Linked DNA regions of Rattus norvegicus: region 1 is linked to region 2. A link is a contact called in public Hi-C data. All regions are on one chromosome and are shown on one strand. The core of a region is the stretch at or near the end of the contact, and the rest is flanking DNA. Distances in the headings are between cores, read along the strand shown. Region 1 overlaps Clec16a (C-type lectin domain containing 16A). Region 2 holds the start of Socs1 (suppressor of cytokine signaling 1).

The links. A called contact is a pair of places that touch in the nucleus more often than the background predicts.
Region 1: a Hi-C map of kidney shows a contact between it and region 2, with 2.9 times the contacts expected there. The contact joins the enhancer-like site here to the promoter of Socs1 in region 2. A contact is called at or near these places in 12 of 12 Hi-C or Micro-C datasets (the A7r5 cell line, the Rat2 cell line, Schwann cells and 7 more) and 1 of 1 datasets of contacts at active chromatin or transcription factors (oligodendrocytes).

Annotation. Positions count from the first base shown.
Region 1 is chr10:5,499,969-5,502,668 of GRCr8, reverse strand. All of the region lies in intron 18 of Clec16a (C-type lectin domain containing 16A), which reads left to right. Among named protein-coding and RNA genes, the nearest start is that of Socs1, 110 kb to the right of the region's middle. Within about 2 kb of position 1,263, at least 14 of the 93 cell types and tissues checked have an H3K27ac peak or open chromatin away from gene starts, as enhancers often do.
Region 2 is chr10:5,388,183-5,390,882 of GRCr8, reverse strand. It overlaps Socs1 (suppressor of cytokine signaling 1), which reads right to left and starts at 1,309. Exons shown (of 2, transcript NM_145879.2): 1 at 1,228-1,309; 2 at 1-725. The coding sequence starts at 675. The coding sequence ends at 37.

The DNA of each region.
Region 1 (2,700 bases), core at 14-2,513, 110 kb before region 2:
CTTTATCTAGAGTGTGTATGAGTGCATGTATGCATGCAGTGTGTGTGTGTGTGTGTGTGTGTGTGTAGCTCTGATGACAACTTGTGAGAACCAGTTCCTTCTTAGGTTGTCAGGCTAGGCAGCAAGCATCCTTACCTACTGAACCATCTTGCTGGCCCTTGGAAGTGCATTTTAAACGTAATGTAAATTCGTTTCAATTGAAAAAGCCACACAGACTAGGACCTTTCAGACTAGTCAGCACAGTTGTTGGGCATTTCTGTCTGCACAGAAAGCCTAAAAACAAGTTTTGACTGGGAAAACACCTGGTTGGGAACACAGGACCAAGAGACACATGGTTGGGAATCAGGCTGGATCCCAGCTCCTACTTCAATGAAGGGTGAGCCCTGTGTCCGCCCCTGGCACCAGGACAAGGATGGACCCATTGTGAGTGGGTGAAGTGACAGCTGCAGAGCTGTCCACTGGGCATTGGCCTTCTGCCAAGTTATTCCTCCCTGTGCCTGAGTGCTAGGTGGCCGGTAAGGGCCCAGAGCTGCACTCTGTTTAAGCCTCCAGCCTGTGGCAGGAAGCCCAGACCTTGGAGACTTGATTCTTATGTAGCCTAGGGTTCAATTAGGGAGGACTTCCCTAAGCTAAGCTAACAGATCCTGCGCCCCTGCCAAGCGTACCCCTTCCCAGGGGTCCGTCACTGTCTAGCTTAGATTGACTGACTGGGGATTACTTGACTGGCTCTTTTCATCGCCTAACATATCCAAGTGTGTGACATCCTAACTCCATATGCCTGCTTCTAGGCAGCAAGCTGGAAAATCTCTCAGGGACAGCTGTGGGGTGAGGCTCAGGGCCATTGCCAACATGGAGGCCAAGCTTGTAATCCATTATTCCTTCCCACTGTCGTGCTCAGATTTTTTGCTTATCTTTAGCCTATCTTTTCTCTCCCTAGTGGATATTTCCACTGCCAAGAACTTAGCAAAAGTAAGATTCATGCAGCCTGGCCAAATCGACATGACCCAGCTCTTCCTTTGTGAGCAGCTGATCTTAGTACAGTCCCATGTCCTTTTCCAGGCTCTTCCAGAGTCTACTGTCTCAGTGTGACCCACACAGTCTTTCAGGCTCAAGGTTTGACAGTTTGATTAGGTATATGTGGAGGAGCTTGACCTCAACTCACTTTCCAGCTGGGGTCCTGGAGCCGTGCCTTCTGAAAGGTCCGGGTGTCAGCAGCTGCCTGAGCGGCTGGGCGGGCCTGTCACTGCTCTGCTGTCTCCTACAGGAGGTTCAGATGACTGCACTCCTGCTTCAGATGCTTAGCGCAGAGCCAGGGCCTGTTAAACACCCTTATGCCCATAGCATTCGAAATGAATGGCTCTACCTCTGCAGATGAAGAGGACTTTTGGAAGAGGTCTATTTGAGGGGTTAGCAGGGGCCTTTTAAAGAATCTAAGCAGGCTAAGCCAAGTGCTATGTCTCGTTCTGTTTACCCTGATTTACTCCACTCCCTGCTGTGTGGACCGTCTGTTCCCAGCAGACAGTGGGCTCGAGAGGGCAGGAATTCATTTTAACACTGCACCCCCAATGCCAGGTCCATAGCAGACAATCAGTAAATATTTGATTGATCAACTGGTTGATTGATTGATTGACTGATTGAAAGTAGAATGGGTGAGAAATCCTGGGTTTTTTTTTAGTTGTTTTTTCTCTTTTTTAACCTTAAGTAAACCTCTTTTTCACATGTGAGTTCTAGTCTGGGTCTTAATTAAAAACTTCAGTTCAAGGCCAGAAGGCCTAAATGCCTGTAGGTCCTGTAATGACGTTTCCTAGTCTCTACTTCCTGGGCATCTGCATGTGTGCTGGAGAGGACACCCATGGAGGAAGGTGCTCTCCTCCCGCCTTAAGTCTTTTGTTGTTCACCACTGGGTACCATCCACCAGATGAGCTGGCCTGGGATCTTCCAGGGATTCTCTGTGTAGGAGTAGCAGGATTACAGACATAGGCTACAGCATCTGATGTTTATACTTGCATGGCAAGTGCCTTTCCCACTCACTAAGCCCTATCTTTTGTTTTCTTTTTGGTGTTTCAAAATAGGGTTTCTCTGTTCTCTGTATAGCCCTGGCTTTCCCAGAACTCAATCTGTAAACCAGGCTAGCTTTGAACTCACAGAGATCTCTGCCTCTGCCTCTTAAGTGCAGAAATTAAAGGCATCCCCCACCTCTAAGCTGTACTTGCTTCTAACGTGTATTTGTCTACATATGTAAGAGAGAGAAGTATGAGAGTCAAGGGGCAACAATTTAAAACCGGTTCTCACCAGTTCTCAGCTCCAGCACGTTGAGATAGCCTCTCTTGTTTACTGCCACTACAGTGGACTCTGGCACACTCTCCTGCCCCTGCCTCCCACCTCCCTCTAGGTGTCCTGGGGCTACAGAAGCGTGCCACCATGTCTTGCTTTCTGTATAGGTTCCTGAGGTTGGACTCAGGTTATCAGGGTCTCACAGCAAACACTTTGAACCATTTTCTTATCCCCTATTTATCTAGTTATATTTGAGACGTGGTCTTGCTAGGTAGTCCAGGGTGGCCTCCAACTTTCAGTCCTCCTGCCTCAGTCTCCTGAATGTTGGGATTACATGTCTGTGTCCCCAATTCAGCTAAGAGACAAGTCTACCAAATGGCTAAGTAAAATAAATGAATGAACAAAGTTCCCTTTCTTGTTCAATTC
Region 2 (2,700 bases), core at 60-2,559:
GCTCCCACTTAATGCTGCGGGCACGGCGGCAGCCGGTCAGATCTGGAAGGGGAAGGAACTCAGGTAGTCACGGAGTACCGGGTTAAGAGGGATGCGTGCCAGGTTCTCGCGACCCACGGCGGCCACGATGCGCTGGCGACACAGCTCCTGCAGCGGCCGCACGCGGCGCTGGCGCAGTGGGGCCCCCAACATGCGGCGCGGCGCCGCCACGTAGTGCTCCAGCAGCTCGAAGAGGCAGTCGAAGGTCTCGCGGCTGCCGTCCAGGTGGAAGCGGCCGGCCTGGAAGTGCACACGAATGCTCGTGGGGCCCGAAGCCATCTTCACGCTGAGCGCGAAGAAGCAGTTCCGCTGGCGACTGTCGCGCACCAAGAAGGTGCCCACGGGCTCGGCACGCAGCCGTTCGTGCGCCCCATGCACGCTCAGGGGTCCCCAGTAGAAGCCGCAGGCGTCCAGGAGAGCGCTGGTCCGCGTGATGCGCCGGTAATCAGAGTGGGAGCGGAAGGTGCGGAAGTGAGTGTCGCCCGGAGCCGGGGCCGGGACCACCGGGCAGGGCCGGGGACGCGCCGGGGCCGCCGGCGAGGACGAAGACGAGGACGAGGATGGCTCTGGCCGCCGTCGGGGCTCTGATGCCGGGGAGATCGCATTGTCGGCTGCCACCTGGTTACGTGCTACCATCCTACTCGAGGGGCCAGCTGGAGGGGTGGGCCATAGCGTCCGGGGCTGCGCTGATGGGGGAGACAGAGGCAGTGAGCCGGGCGTCCGGGTGGCACAGGCCGGCCAGCGGACCCCAAGGAGCGAGGGTGACACGCAGAATCCGCCCGGAGCCTGAGCCTCGGTGGGCTCATCTGCGAAGTAGGCCGTTCCTGTATGTGGAACCCTTCCAGACTGGCGGTGGAGCCCTGCCTCCCCGCGCGCGTGGAGAAGGGGGCGTGGAGAGGGGCCCGACTCCAGGCCGTCCCCGCTGGGTGGCTTGCCGCCTCGCGGCTGCCGCCTACTGGCCACGCCGGGAACTGGAACCCGGGCGGACGATCCGGGCTCAGGGCCGGAGAGGAGGGGCTGACGGCGCCCCGCGCGCGCGAGGGGCCGCCTGGGCCAGCCGGTGGGGCGGGCGCCAGAGGCATAGCATCCACGACCCCGCCATGCAGTCTGCGAGGATAGTCCTGCCAGGCTCTGCTCCCCTTCCTCCCATCCCCTCCCGCCTGCTCCTTCGCAGCTGCCTCGGCTCACCTGGCGGCGGGACGCGGGGCGCCGCGGCTGGGGGTTCCGGGGCTGCTGTCGCGCATGCTCCGGGACCGGGAGCCGTGCCGCTGCCACGGCCGCAGTTCTCTCTGCTGCTGCCCGCCCCTGCATCAAGCTCTTAAACCAGGGAGGCCCCGCCCACCGATCCCGCCCACCGCCGCTTTCGGTTTCTCTTTCCGGCAAGTCCTTCGGGTTCTCTTTAGATTTCTTTGGCTGCCCCTGGAGAGGGTCCACCTAACTCGTTCTCGCCTCGCACCTTCCCTGAATGGGACTTCTGGGGTTCTGGCTCTACCCGGAATCTTCTGTTTCGTGTCACCTGGTGCCTGCTCTTTTGCTCTGGCTACCTTCGCCCCACATCGCTGCTCCCCGGGTGGGATGCTAGCTTGGGGCTGACACGCCTCCTCCCCTCCGAGTGTGTGCATTCTCCTGGTCAGAGCTCCACCGCGCCTGGAGCCTTTCCCCCCCACCCCCCAAGCAACTCCTCCCTGCCAGGATCCTTCCTGCCCAGGACCCGAAGGCCTTGGCAGTCTCCGCTCTAGGAGCCCGGCTAGCCAGCCCTGGAGACCTGTGGGGCCGCCGCCCTCCTCCAGAATCGCGCGCGGGCCCCTCCCGTTGGCCACTCGGCCTGGCCTTGGCTTGGGCTTCCCAGGAAGCGGTGGCCTGACCGCAGAGGCTTCAAAGGAAGCCTAAGGCGGTGCGGGAGGGGCGCCCCCGCTCCCGGACGAGTTCCTCGGAAACTGGGCGGGGTTGGGTTGGGTCCCCAGGGGCCTGGACTCTCTGCACTCCTACGTGGGCAACCGAAGAAACTGAGGCCCCGGGCAGGACAAGAAGCTGTAGCCCCCAAACTTTGTCTTCCTAGCCTCTGTCTTACAGAGCCCCTCAAGGCTCCTGCAAGCATCTCTGCACAAGGGCTCCCATGCCCCGTACACACCTTGGCCAGGGATTCAGGCGGTCAGACCTATTTTAAGGACACTGTGGTTTCGTGATTCAGTTTGTCCTGAAAGCCCAGGAGTAGGTGCCTAGCTGACGATGTTTATGAATGAAGGCGGGTGAGTTTCGCGTGCAGCTTCCCTGAGCTAAGTGACGCACACTGCCCTCTACAGGTTTCTCTGTTTGCTGCCACGCGACTCTGAAGCTCTGAGGCCAAGGCCTCCTGGTCTCCCCGCCTCGGTTTCCCCAGGCTGGCATCAGGTCTTCCTGCCTTCCTGGAATTACAAGCATGACCGTGCTTGGTTTTTGCAGTGCAGGGGACTGAACACAGGACCCTGTACCAGCCTATTTTAGTAGTACTGGGGTTGGTGAATTCCATCCCCAGCCTGTGCTCCCAGTCCAGGCAAAGTGTATAAGAAAGCCTCTTGGGGTACAGTATCCCTTTGGGACTTGGCAGGAGGGTTGGCGCTGATGTAGCAAGGCTGGGCTGTCTCCTGCAGGCCTGCTTCCCTGCCAAGGCTCTTGGTTAGC